2 separate regions of the Ovis aries genome follow, and region 1 is linked to region 2. Evidence: chromatin contacts called from public Hi-C data. All regions are on one chromosome and are shown on one strand. Each heading gives the region's core, a stretch centred on a gene start, on an enhancer-like site or on the middle of the called end of the contact. The rest is flanking DNA. Distances are from core to core; before and after follow the strand shown. Region 1 has its middle 21 kb from the start of TXN2. Region 2 holds the start of LOC114114032.

Region 1 (7,444 bases), core at 1,920-4,419, 70 kb before region 2:
GGATGAGAAAACCGAAGCTCAGAGCAGTTTAGTGACAGCCTCAGGTCACACAGCTGGGAAGGGGCAGAGACAGGATATGAACCAGACAGTCTGACCCCCCAGGGTCCCGCTCTCCCCTCTTCTAGCCTTCCCACCACCCCACAGCAGTGGCTCTCTGCATCCCCACGACCACCCTTCAGGATGTCCTGGACTGGGGTCGGCTCAGCTAGGATCATACCCTTAACTTTTCCCTCACCGTCCAACATTTAGGTACTTGTTACTTAACTTTTTTAATCCATTATTACAAGGCCGGAATGAACAAGTTCAGACACAGAGCTTATTTCTTCTTTACGATTTTATAGATGTGTGACTCCCAGGTCAAAGGGAGTATTTTATGATGACTGAGAGCCTCAGAGAAGTGTTCCTGGGCCTGAAACTTGAGCTGGAGCCGATCACCTGCACCACCCACCTACTTGGGGGTAGGGGAGACTGAGATGCAGAAATGCCATCAGACCTGCCCCACCTCAGCCACCATTTAGTCCCTGCCACTTTTGCCTTAGAAGGTTCCAGATCCCCCAAATTCTGGCATTTCTGACACTTTCCAAGTCCAAAGTAACAAAGTTGTTTGTTTGTTTGTTTGTTTTGGCTGAGCTGTGCTGCATATGAGATCTTAGGGATCAAACGCTTGCCCCCTGCTTTGGGATTGCAGAGTCTTAACCATTTTTATAAAGATCTGCTGATGGTCATGGGACTGGGATTGGACCTGGGATGTGCATTTTTAAAGCTCTCATAATTCAGATGCAGAGGACCCTGGTCTATGCTTTGAAAAAACACGGTTCTGGAGATCAAAGCCCTCTTTAAGCCACTCCTAGCTCCTAGCTAGGCTCCTAGCTGCTCCTAGCTAGGCTCCTAGCTGCTGCTAGCTCAGCTCTTCCTTGAACTGACTTCCATGGGGCCAAGAACAGACGAGGACTCTGCCAGGATGACTGAGCTCAGGAATGACTGGAGCATGTAACCTACCAGGGGGTTGTTCCACGCCTCGCCTCCTGCCTGGTCTTGTCCTCAGCCTTATCCCAGCTCCCAGACCTCATTGCACCTTATGGCTCAGCTGGTAAAGAATCTGCCTGTAATGAGGGAGACCTGGGTTAGATCCCTGGATTGGGAAGATCGCCTGGAGAAGGGAAAGGCAACCCACTCCAGTATTCTTGCTTGGAGAATTCCATGGACAGAAGAGCCTGGTGGGCTATAGTCCATAGGGTTGCATGAGTCAGACATGACTGAAGCGACTTAGCATGCATGCATGCTCTCTCCTCACATAGAGGGCTTGGCTGAACCCCAACACCTCTGCCACTTCCCCTATGACTTTTGGCACCTCTCTGTGTCCCTGGGCCACCAAGTACTCCCCCTTTTGAGATGGATATATTAGGTACTCTCATGTTATTTCCTGCATTAATCATTTCCATCTCACAGGGAACCTAAAACCTATTGGTGTCACTTCAGGGGTAGGGGGACAAAGAGCTCCTTTATGTCAGCATGGAGGAGAACTCCATGAGAACAAAGTGGTAGAAAACCATGCTAAGTCACTTCAGTTGTGCCCGACTCAGCATCCCTGTGGACTGTAGCCCGCCAGGCTTCTCTGTCCATGGACTTCTCCAGGCAAGAATACTGGAGTAGGTTGCCATTCCCTCCTCCAGGGAATCTTCTCTACTCAGGGATCAAACCCACGTCTCTTAAGTCTCCCACATTGGCAGGCGGGGTCTTTAAAAGTGTAACTAAGAAGTGATTTTATCAGAATAGGATGCTTGTGAGATTTGCAAGTGGGCAGGTGAGAAATGCCACCCCCAGAGAACTTAGTGGGCTACAGTTATATAATCAAAGAAAAACTGGGGAGGAGGAGAAAATCTTCTTTCCCTTTTTTGAGTAGACATCACGTTTCCATCATCAGTTCCTCCTCCAGACTGAGCAGGGGAGTTTGGTCCCTGCATGATCAAGCTAGGTCCATAAACTGTTGATTTTTATGCATGTAGAGAGCACGTCCTAGGAATCATTAACTCACTGAGCTCACTGGGCAGGGTGTGGGTCTCCTGCCTCCATTGTTTTATTGTTCTGGGACACATCCCGTGCTTCTGTTGCATGCTTTTGTTGTTAAGCAAGCCTGCTTGATTTTGTGGTTAAGCAAACCTGCTTTCTTGAGTACTCATTAACTTACAGGGGTCTGTCATATTTTTCTATTTACAATTCCCTAGTGGGATTAACTATTTAATCACCCCCTTTGTTCTTTCATTTTGTCCCTATCAAACCTGTGATGCTGAAATAAAGGGAGGAAGCTACCAAAGCTGGACCAGGAGAGGGAGATGGAAACCAGAGAGGGTGTGGGCCTTGCCTGGGGTGAACCAGCAAGAGAAGAGAGTCCTGAGCTGGCTCTGAGTTCTCACTGCCAGTTATTTTTAAAAAGTTTTATTTATTTATCTGACTACGCTCGGTTCTTAGTTGCAGCATGTGGGATCTTAATTCTCTGAGCAGGAATCCAACCCAAGCCCCTGTATTGGAAGCACAGAGTCTTAACCACTGGGCCACCAGGGAAATCCCCCGACCAACCCACACTACCTGTTTTGAGGCTGCTCTTGACTGAGGTTGATAGGGAGATTGATGGGGAGAGAGTATTTCTATAACAGGGGAGAGAAGCAGGAACTAGTGCCCCTGGGGGTGCCTTCTCCATGTCCAGTCACCCCCTCCAAAAGGCCTTGCCTCCCATGCCCACATTTGTTTGAATTGCTGAGTACTACATGGCTGAGGGAAGGAGCGGGGCTTCATGGTGGCTGCAAGTGAGGGACTGGCTGCCTAGCGGGCCTGGTTGGTGTTCACTCAGCCCTTAGCTCTGACCACCCAGCCACAGCCAGGCCAACGTCAGGGCTGCAGCTCTCAGGCCCACAAGAGTGGGTGTCTCCTCAGTGAGGGGGAGGCACACAGGCTGTGTGGGGCCAGCCGAGGCCCTCCCTGTCCTGGCGCTGGCCTCAGGGCCTCTGGGGAACCAGCAGAGAACAGCTCCCCAGGACAGTGGCCCCAGAGGATGAGGCCAGCAGGGGCTGGGGCAGCCTGGGAAGATGAGTCTGTCTGCACATGAGGCCGGGGCCGTGCCCTCACTGTGTTCAGGAGGGCTTGGCCTCTGATGCCTCTTCTCTGGAGGCTGCATTTCCCAGAACCTCACTGGCCCTGAGTCATTGACCTTGGGGCAGGAAGGCCCTCGGAGAGACCAGCTCTCACTCCCTGGTTAATGGAGGAAACCAGGCCCAGTGAGGGGGAGGGGGAGGGGAGGAAGACGGGGTAGGAGCCAAAGGGCAGCTGGGGAGGGGCCAGGTCAGGAGGTGGCTCTTCAGAGACCCTTTTCCAGCTGGCCAGCCACCAGACCAATGCCACATGTCCACGCTCCATCTCCCCAGCAGCCTGAGAGCGCAGAGGGCGGGGCTGGCCGCCTTGTCTGGTCCCCAGAGTGGCCATGAGTCTGTCAAAGGTGAAGGCTCACACAAGTCTGTACATGCCCCAGCACTGTGCTCTGAGTCTGATTTTGGGGTAAGAAAAGTAAGAGGCCTAACCAGGTGGTTCAGTGGTAAAGACACCACCTGCTAACGCAGGAGACACAGGTTCGATCCCTGATCCGGGTGGATCCCACATGCTACAGAGCAGCTAAGCCTGTGTGCTCCAACTGTCAAGACTGCGCTTTAGAGCCTGGGAGCGGCAACTGCTGAAGCCTGTGGTCCCTAGAGCCCGTGTTCCACAACGAGAAAAACCACCGCGATGAGAAGCCCACACTGCAGCTAGAGAGCAGCCCCCTCTCAAAACTGGAGGAAAGCCCGCGCATGAATGAAGACCCAGCACAGCCAGAAATAAATAAAATTATTTAAAAGAAAGGAAGAGGGAGGGGGGTTCATGTTTGGGAACGCTTGTAAGAATTAAAGATTTTAAAATTTAAAAAATAAAAAACTAAAAAAAAAAAAAAGAAGAAAAAAAATATACCTTTTGCTATAGAAAAAAAAAATAAAATAAAATAAAAATAAAAGAAAGGAAGAGTAAGAGGGAGAATTATTATTTTTTTTTTTACCTGCCCAGACCCTCTGGACAGGAGGGCACTGTCTCCTCTTCAGGAAACTCATTAAAAAACTTGGGGACAATGACATGGGCCCAGGGGAGGGCAGTAGTGGGGGTCCTCAGAGACTAGGGTTTGGAACTTGATCTGGGGTGACCAACCATTCTAGTTTGCCTGAGACTTAAGGGTGCCCCTGGGACACAGGATTTTGCGAGCTAAAAGGGGATAAGTCTTAACGCTGCCACTCACTGTGTCACTTCACTTCTGCATGCCTCAGAGGTTCATTCACCTGGACCATGGGATCAGTAGCTCTCCTGGGGTGCCCTGAATCTTACGGTAAGTGTCGTGGAGGGAAAGTTAGAAGATAATATCTCCCAGCAACTACGTGCATGCAAAGTCACTTCAGATATGTCCGACTCTTTGCAACCCTGTGGCCTGTCAGGTTCCTCTGTCCATGGGATTCTCCAGGCAAGAATACTGGAGTGTGTTGCATGCCCTTCTCCAGGGGATCTTCCTGACCCAGGGATTGAACCTGCATTTCTTTCTTTCTTTCTTTTTTTTGAACCTGCATTTCTTATGTCTCCTGCATTGCAGGCTTTACCACTAGCACCACCTGGGGAGCCCTCTCCCAGCATAAGTGAAGTCTACTTTCTCATTGTGAGTGGTGGCCATCTGGTGAGGGACCACCTTCTCCCCTCCCTCCCCTACCTGAAATTCACTCACTCACCACCAAGCACAAAAAATCAGCAGCTACTCTGTGCCAGGCACAGAGTACCCGTGGGCAGAGAAGGAAAAGCCCAGGCCTCAGGGAACTCAGAGTGTGTGTATGGATATTTAGAACACAGTCAGGTGACTCTGGTTCCTCACACTGTCTTGATCATGGTACGGACATTAACTCACACATGATAACATAGTGAGGTGGGCATTATTTTATCTGCATTTTACAGCTGAAGAAATTGCAGCTCAGAAAGATTAAGCAATCAGCAGAGAAGTCACAGGAAGGACACTAAGAGGTAACTTTTTTTCAGGATGAGCATATGTCTGAATGTGTGCGAGGGAAAGGCTTTCTAGGAAGAAAGTGTGGGACACCGTTGATGCTTCTAGGGAAAAGCCCTGTGTGCTAAGCTTGAGAGGGCTGACACTGTAGGGATGAAGTATTTTTCATTTCTTTCTTCCTAGTTTGTTTGGCTAGCATATTGACAAAAGATAGCTTAACAGGAGAAAAACAAACAAAAGTTTAATAATATATGTACCTTCTGTGTATATGGGAGATTCCCATGAAACTGAGTAACTCTCAGAAACAGCCAAAAGCATCACCTTAAATATCATCTTCAGCTCAGGCAAAAGAAGATATTGCAGGAGAGGCTGGCTGGACACACTGACATTTGTCTCCAATGCCAGAGGCACAGGCCTGGAAGCAAATGTCCTGGTTCTACCACCGGTCACAGCTGTCTACATGCTGGAGCCCTGGAAGTGGTCTGTGTTCAATTCCATTCTGTGCTCATTGTGGGGATGGCTCTGCACACAGGATATGTAGTCATGCCTCGGCAAATCACGGCGATGCTGCACTGCTTAAAAACTGTTCAGTGACCAGGATGTAACTGAAATCAAGAGGTTCCTTAGGGAAGAGTCTCCATCTGAAGTTGGAATGAGACTTCATCAGATGTCATAAGAAACTCTACTAGACATCAACATAACTAATCCTATGAATATAAAGACCAACATTTATGAATAGAACAAGAAAACAATTCTTACTCATGTGTTGTCTTTTATTTTTAAAGCAAGCTCTTGTAGTTTTTGTCTATTTTAGTATTGCAGTCATTTGTACTTTGATATCAGTATTTTCTTAACCTTTGTGACTGTTTCAGTATTACTCAGTGGAAGCTTTTCTCAGTGTAACTTTGAGTACATTTTAAGTGCCTTCTGTTTCTAATACCGAAGTTTCGTTAGTCGGGCTTCATCATTCTTGCTATGATGTGGCATATACTTCTGCCTGGAGATATTTCTACTCTTGACCAAATTTTTGTAAGAAAAAATTCAAGATTTTGGGTAGGGGGCTGAGGAGGGAGAATATCTAATTGAGAACGATTTACAAAACATTTTTCTGTAAGTTTGAACTCAGGGGCACAGTTTTAGCTATCTGCACTCTACTTGTATCACCATTTGCTTTAAAATTATTAAAGTGTTTCTTAACAATGAAAAAAGAAAGATCTTGCTAAAGTGAAAATAAGGAACACTTCACCTTTTAAATATTTAATTCTTTGTGGACTCACTTCCAAAAAACTTTGGCGATGATTCTTACCACAAATGGAGGTTAAGAAGCATTATTAGAAAGTGCTTATATACTGTAGGTTTTAATAGAAGGTAAATCAGTTTCATCTCAGGGCCATTAGTAACAAAGCACTTCCTTAAATTTAATTTCATGCTGGTAATGGGTGCTACAAATGACCTGGTCTTCATGACACAGATCATCACAGTGGTGTGATCACTCACCTAGAGCCAGACATTCTGGAACGTGAAGTCAAGTGGGCCGTAGGAAGCATTACTATGAACAAAACTGGTGGAGGTGCTGGAATTCCAGATGAGCTATTTCAAATCCTAAAACATGATGCTGTGAAAGTGCTGCACTCCATATGTCAGCAAATTGGAAAACTCAGCCGTGACCACAGGCCTGGAAAGGGTCTGTTTTCCTTCCAATCCCAAAGAAAGGCAATACCAAAGAATGTTCAAACTACCATATAATTGTGCTCCTTTCACATGCTAGCAAAGTTATGCTCAAAATTCTTCAAGTTAGGCTTCAGGAGTATGTGAACCAAGAACTTCCAGATGTACAAGCTGGATTTAGAAAAGGCAGAGGAACCAGAGATCAAATCGCCCACATTCTTTGGATCATAGCAAAAGCAAGGAAATTCCAGAAAAAAAAGAAATTACTCTTGTTTCATTGACCATGCTAAAGCTTTTGACTGTGTGGATCACAACAAACTGGAAAATTCTTAGAAATGGAAATACCAAACAATCTTGTCTTTCTCCTGAGAAACATGTATGCAGGTCAAGAAGCAACAGTTAGAGTTGGACATGGAACAATGGAGTAGTTCAAAACTGGGAAAAGAGTACCTCAAGGCTGTATATTGTCACCCTGCTTATTTAACTTTTATGCAGAGTACATCATGAGAAATGCCAGGCTGGATAAATCACAAGCTAGAATCAAGATTGCCAGGAGAAATATAAACAACCTCAGATATGCAGATGATATCATTCTAATGGCAGAAAGTGAAGAGGAACTAAAAGCTTCTTGATGAGGGTGAAAGAGGAGAGTTAAAAAGCTGGTTTGAAAGTCAACATTCAAAAAACTAAGATCATGGCGTCTGGTCCCATCACTTC
Region 2 (7,010 bases), core at 2,809-5,308:
TACAGTGGCACCTTTGTAATAAATCAGATGACCATATACATGTTGATCTGTCAATTTTGTTTTAAATATGTATGTGTAGAGATTTGAAAGGGCTTCCCTGGTGGCTCAGATGGTAAAGCGTCTGCCTGCAATGTGGGAGACCTGGGTTCAATTCCTGGGTTGGGAAGATCCCCTGGAGAAAGAAATGGCAATCCACTCCAGCACTCTTGCCTGGAAAATCCCATGGACGGAGGAGCCTGATAGGCTACAGTCCATGGGGTGGCAAAGAGTCAGACACGACTAAGCAACTTCAGACTTCAGTCTGAGAAAGATTTGAAGGAAATAACATTTGTTAATAGGTGCTATAGTGAGTTGGTAAGGTTGTAGATATTTTTGATTTATTTTTTAGTATTTTCTCTACCAACCATGGGCTGGCTTCCTGGGTGATGCTGGTGGTAATGAACCTGCCTGTCATTGCAGGAGATGTAAGAGACGTGGGTTCAATCCCTGGGTTGGGAAGATCCCCTGGAGGAGGAAATGGCAATCCACTCCAGTATTCTTGTCTGGGAAATCCCATGGACAGAGAAGCCTGGCAGGTTACAGTCCGTACATAGGGTTGCAAAGAGTTGGACACAACTGAAGCAACTTAGCACTCATGTATACCAACCATAATACTATTTTAATACTCAGACAAAATAGATAAAATATTTTTCTAAAATACCACCAGGGTGTAGGTTCTAGGAGACAGAGGAAGGGTTAGGTCGGACAGTAAGCAGGAGGGTTTCCTGAAGTAGGAAGGTATCCAGGCTAGTAGATGATGAGGAGAGAATAAAATATTTTTCTAAAATACCACCAGGGTGTAGGTTCTAGGAGACAGAGGAAGGGTTAGGTCGGACAGTAAGCAGGAGGGTTTCCTGAAGTAGGAAGGTATCCAGGCTAGTAGATGATGAGGAGAGAATTCAGAGCTCAGCTGACAGGCCTTCCATCTTCTTAGGGACCTCAGTTTTCTGGAGAAGGTGGTGTAGGAGGTTGAAGGTGAGGAAAATAGATACGATCATCATTGATAATGCTCTGTTGTTAAGTACACACTGCTTGCTGCTGCTGCTAAGTCACTTCAGTCGTGTCCAACTCTGTGTCCGACCCCATAGACAGAAGCCCACCAGGCTCCCCCGTCCCTGGGATTCTCCAGGCGAGAACACTAGAGTGGGTTGCCATTTCCTTCTCCAATGCATGAAAGTGAAAAGTGAAAGGGAAGTTGTCGCTCAGTCATGTTTGACTCTTAGCGACTCCATGGACTACAGCCTACCAGGCTCCTCTATCCATGGGATTTTCCAGGCAAGAGTACACACTGCTTAGCAGTTTATAAAACACTTACAGGCCCACTTCTCCTGTGTTCTCCCCAACAGTCCTGCAGGCAAGGCCCTGTGATTGCACTCATTTTATGGATAAGGAAATGGATGCTCTCTGAGTCTTGTTCAAGCATCCACTTAAGACCATGTTATGTCAAGCCTTGTGTCAGTTCTGGGTCCACAGAGACATTTAGGGCATATTTCCTATCCGCTCTCAGGCAGCTCCTAGCTCAGGCAGAGGAAACAGTAAGTATATGGACAATTAAAAGCTAATGTATTAGTGCTCAACAGAATATTACTCAGCTGCAAAAAGGAATGCATTTGAGTCAGTTCTAATGAGGTGGATAAACCCCTAGTCTATTATACAGAGTGAAGTCAGTCAGAAAGAGAAAGACAAATACTGTACATTAACACGTATATATGGAATCTAAAGATGGTACTGACGATCCTGTGTACAGGGCAGCAAAGGAGACACAGGTGTAAAGAACAGACTTTTGGACTCAGTGGGAGAAACAGAGGGTGGGATGACTTGAGAGAACAGCATTGAAACGTATACATTACCTTATGTAGAATAGATAACCAGTGTGAGTTTGATGCTTGAAACGGGGCACCCAAAGCCGGTGCTCTGGAACAACCTAGAGGGATAGAGTAGAGAGAGAGGTGGGAGGGGGTTTCAGGATGGAGGGGACACATGTATGCCTATGACGAATTCATACTGATGTATGGCAAAAACCATCACAATATTGTAAAGTAATCCAATTAAAATAAATAAAGTAAAAAATATTTTTAAAAATCTAGTGTGTTAGTGCTATGAGAGATAAATGCAAGATGATGTTGGGGTGAGTCTCTCCCAGTTTTAGAAAAATTATGCAAGTTATATATGCTGCAAAGAAGAACTATTAAACTCATCTTGGTGTGCTTTTCCAATTATTACTTTATGATTAATTATCAGAAAAATTGATCAACTTACTTTCTCACCTGTAATCTCTAAATCTGGCTGACGGTGGACATTTTTTATTCTTTTTAAAAAAACTTCATAGGTGAAAAATGGCATTCCATGAACATTTTTATTCCTTCTTTTTAAATAGACCGTTCCTTTTTGGACCATTTTTATTTTAAAGCATTTCGGGTTTACCTTATGGGTGCATATTGTTGATATTCACATATTGTTGGTGATTCTTTGTCACAGAGTTGCAAAACCTTTTTTCCGGTTTGTCTTGCCTATGGATCATACTTTTTTTGAAGCTCATTTGGAAGCTAGTCATAGTAGGAATAACATTCCAAAAGGAAAGAGTAATAAGAAATTTTCCCTCTTAGATATAATATGTATTATAGAGCTACCATCCTTAAAGTGTTGTGGAACTGGCACAGGAACACACAGAAAGACGAATGGATACAACCCAGAAACAGATCCAAGAATATATGAGTTGGTAGGTGATGATGGTGTGTGGACAGCTGGCTATTACAAAAATTATATTCGATTTCTTTCCCACTCCAAAATTAAAATGAATTCCAGATGGATTAAAAATGTAACAAAATCTTTTTCTTTTAATGTAACAAAATCTTTTAAAAATTAAAAAAAAAATTCTGTAATCCTCTTTTTGTGGGCAGTAACACACACACACTGCGCTTTGCCAGCCTGAAGAACCCCAAGAAAACATTTTGGAAAAAATATCTGAAAGGAAATGTGCGAGTTAACCACGTGGAGGTAAAGAGAGGCTCGGAAGGGCACTCCAGGCTGAAGGAACCCACCGGAGCAGATGTCTGGAGGCTGAAAGACTGCAGCGTGCGCACTCCAAAGACAGGGTCGAAAATGGAACTCAGGGCGCCCACAACGGATCCGAGGCTTGAGTCCAGGTCCGCCCCCACAGGCCATCTGCATTGTAAAATAGCACTTTTCCCATATATGGTACTTAATATCTGTTCTGGTATCAACAGAATGACATGGGTCAGGGAAAACAGCTCGCGGGGCGGAGTGTCAGCAGCCCGGACTTTCTCAGTCGGCTCCCGCCGGGCCTCGCCCGGAATCAGGCAATGCACCAAAATCCCTGCCGGGATCCGCTGAGACTCTACTCCTCCTGGTTGGATTCTCTCTGTGTCAATCCTTCTCCTGGAACCTGGCGGTTCGTTGTGCCCGCCTTAGGGGGCGGGGCTCCCGCCTAGGAAGACCAGGGGAAGGTGGAGAGGGTGGAGATGGGGGCGGATGGGAGAACGTATTCCCACCCCTCTGGGCCTATAGGTTCCACCCACTGCCTTTCCACAGGTCAAGCTGTCTGTTCATCATGAGCAGCAGCTGGTTGGAGTGGGTGAGACAGCTCGGGGGCGGGCTCGTCCCTTCAGGCTCCGCCCCGCAACCGGCGCCGGGCTCGGAGTGGGCGCGCTTTGAGAGGGGCGGGGCGGCAGGGCGGCGAGGAGCAGCGCAGGGTGCGGTGAGGCGCGCAGATCCTAGCTGTTCCTGGGCAGGGCACTGAAGGCTGAGCGAGGCTGACCTGCTGCAGCTCCCGCCTCGCGCGCTCGCCCCACCCCGCCGTCGCCCGAAGCGCTCGAGGAAGCCCTCTCGGGAGAAGCAGCGCCTGTTCCCCGGGGCAGATCCAGGTTCAGGTGAGCGAGCCCCACCGGCGGGTCCCGCCCCGAGCGGGTGAGCGGGGGTGGCGGGGACCGGACGCGTGGAGTCTGGGCGAGCGGGCCGATGAGTGGTTCTCGGCCTCCGCGCGGCCGGCGAGCAGGCATGGGCTGGGGAGAGCGGGCTGGGCACCCTTCACAGAGGGGCCCCGGGACCCCCGCGTGGATGCTCGGTGAAGACGCCGACGGAAGCCAGACCGGGGAGCCGAGGAAGGCTTGGGGCCGGGCGCTTCCCGGAAACCCTCCGTACCCCCTCCCTGCCCTCCCGCCGGCGCACTCCGCAGCCCGGGCACCCGGGAGCCTCGACCTCCCCCTGCCGCCGGGGCACGCGCCCCGCCCTCGCCTCGCCCAGTGCCCAAGTTGGGCAAACTTTTTAACCCCTTCCGGGCAGCCTCTGTCCCTTGGACACAGCTGCTTGGGCGAGGTTCAGGTGGGGGGCTCGGGGCTGCGGCTCCTTGGGAAGTTTCCGGGCGTTTTCGAAACGGGGGTAGCGGGCAGGCGGGGACCGTTTGGTAGCTGTCAGGGCGTCCTCCCGAGTCAGAATCGGACAGTCCTGCAGCAGACATTGCTCTTGGCCCGGTTTCCGCCCTCGGCTCCAGACTTCCTCATTCGCCCGGGTGCGATCGGCTGGTCGGAGGAGGGGGACCGGGAGAGGTGCTGCCGGGTGCTTGGGAAAGGGGACCCGGTGGGGATCCCGGCTCGAGACAGGAAAGACTTCCCCCTCCCTCACAGATCCACATCCTTTGACTTTTGGCCTCTGCTTCCTGGGAGTGGAAGGCCCGGGAAGGCCCGCACCAATCTCCGCGACCCCGGCGCGCACCTGATTCCAGCGCACCTGCGGACCGCCCCAGCAGGGCGAGGGCGGGGAGAGCTGGGTTCTGCTCCTAGAGGATCCGGGCTGGGCTATTGCATCGTGCCCGTTTGGGCCAGATCCAGGGTTTTCTACTTACCCCGCTACCCCCCGCCCCCCGCCCCAAATGTCTTCTTTCAGGATCCTGATCTCCTGCTGTCCAGGGGCCACGCCCAGGGCAGGACTTCACCCCTCACCCCCCTGCGCCTACCCCCCGCCCCCCACCCGGGCCTGCACCCCCCCCCCCCCACCGCGCCCCCAAGAGCCCAGGTGTCTCAGAGACGGAGTATCTTCCTGGACTAGGTTGCAGATTGTCTTGAGGTGTGGGGGCAGGGTGAGCACCGGGGCTGCTATCTGCGGCCCCACCCAGCTGGTGTGGGGAAAAGGTTCCCGGGAAGTCCCAGGTCCTATGCACCGGCGGATCTCTCTCCGCTGGGCAGTTGAGAGACCCAGCCGCTTCTGGGTTCGCTGCACCCTTTCCTGGGCTTAACAGGATTGCAAAGTAACTGTTGAGTAACTGTTGAACTGGAAGAACCTTAGCGCCTTCCTGCAACACTGTGGCCATTTCTGAGTGCTGTCTGAACCTGTAACCTCACCGGGTGGTTTATTCCCTTTATGGTAAGAAGGGAGGCTGGTTTAAGGCCTATTTAGACAGTCACTTGATTAATATTAGTCAATTTATATACAAGGCTGCTGGGAGTGGGGGGAGGGTACACAGATGTGTAATTGAGCAAATATTTAACTGGCTCCTCTGTGCCAGAGACTCTGCCAGGTGGTGGTGGGGTGTGAGGTTGAGTAAGACCTGGCCTGTGCCCTGGGGCATTTAGGGGAGAGCCAAGACAAATCCGTAGATGACTCTAAGGTGAGGCGAAGATGACAGAGACCCTAGAAGGGTGCTGTGAGTCATGGGATTGGGAGAAGGGAGCCAGCCCGTCCTATGGAGAGCCCAGAGGCCTCTGCCTTAGGGGAGTTTACAGTCCTCAGGGGGAAATAGTGGCCCAGTGACTGAAATACAGAAGCTGCCTGTGATGAGTGTCTCAAACAGGCCTCAGACAAAGGATTCGAGGAGTTCTGAGAGGGGCCACTTCTGTCTGGGATGAGAAGGAAAGCTGCCTCGAGGAAGGAGGACATGGCAGGTTTGCCAAACCGAGGCAAGCATTCAGTGTTGGAAAGTGAGGACTCATTTACGATAATTGAGGTGTAATTAAAAACGTCAAGAGATTGCTCAGTGTAATTTGAGAGCCGCTGTGCCCCCCAGATGGCTGCAGGGTGACACTAAAAAAGCTCTGTTCTTCAGATTCAGCAAGTCCCGGCAGTGCCCATGGCAGATCCAGGTGCTCAGATTGGCAGGCAGTGTCTGGGGAAGGGCAACTCCCAGAGGTGCGTTCTGTGGGGCTCCTTGTCTGAAGGGCAGGTGAGGGTAGAGGAAAAGAGAGGGTCAGGGCTTTCTGACTTTTATTTTTTATTTTTAAACTGTTAACCTAAGGGGTTGGAGATGGGACAACTTCCCTCTCACTGGATGAAGGACGCATGTTAATCACAGCCTGCCTCTTGCCCATTCTTGCTCCAGCAAAAAACAAAACACGGATCTGTTAGCTTTTCAAAAGGAGAAAAGCTCACTCAAAAAATGCTGCATTGTTGTGTCGCCTGGTGGAGGGTATTGCTAGAAGCCAGGCTAACTGTGCTTTCTTCACTTCCTCTTCTAGCTAATCCTTCCATAAAGTACTTAAGACAGCCCTTACCAGCTTGACATCTTTATTTCAAAAGGAGAGGAGGAGTTGGCTGTTGTTTTCCTCTGAGCCTGGCCCTACCCTTCTCTTGGTGGGGGTGGGGGCAGTGGGGAGGGGTGGCGGAGAGAAACCCCAGGCAAAGGAAAAAAAAAAAAAATCCAGGCCTTGACAGCTTCCTCCCAAGCATCATGTTCCAAAAATATTTAGAATAACAATATCTGTGTGTCGTCTTAATTAAACAAACCTCCTAATTTGCTGAGCATAATACAGCATCTCTGCCCACAGGGGCAGGAAGTGCATTTTCCCTTTGTGCAGCCCCAGAGAGTCACTGCCTCTTGGCTTTAACCCTTGGTGTGCTGAGCCCCTGGGCTTAAGCCCTCTGGTGACAACGGAATGGAACCCTGGCTGCCCCCTGGGAAGCAGTAGGCTTGTGACTTAACGGGATCCGGTTCTTCATGAGAGCTGGGAGGAGTGGAGTCC

The links. A called contact is a pair of places that touch in the nucleus more often than the background predicts.
Region 1: a Hi-C map of tail adipose tissue shows a contact between it and region 2, with 2.4 times the contacts expected there. The contact joins the enhancer-like site here to the promoter of LOC114114032 in region 2. A contact is called at or near these places in 5 of 16 Hi-C or Micro-C datasets (blood, liver and tail adipose tissue).

What each region holds. Positions count from the first base shown.
Region 1 is chr3:180,515,211-180,522,654 of ARS-UI_Ramb_v3.0, reverse strand. It overlaps the pseudogene LOC114113655. Among named protein-coding and RNA genes, the nearest start is that of TXN2, 21 kb to the left of the region's middle. Within about 2 kb of position 3,169, at least 13 of the 54 cell types and tissues checked have an H3K27ac peak or open chromatin away from gene starts, as enhancers often do. A contact at or near this core is called in liver and tail adipose tissue, where this site is marked.
Region 2 is chr3:180,446,181-180,453,190 of ARS-UI_Ramb_v3.0, reverse strand. It overlaps LOC114114032, which reads right to left and starts at 4,058. Exons shown (of 4, transcript XM_042247375.1): 1 at 3,818-4,058; 2 at 3,081-3,466; 3 at 1,890-1,963. The coding sequence starts at 4,058. MYH9 (myosin heavy chain 9) reads left to right here and starts at 3,767. Exons shown (of 41, transcript XM_027967749.3): 1 at 3,767-3,929.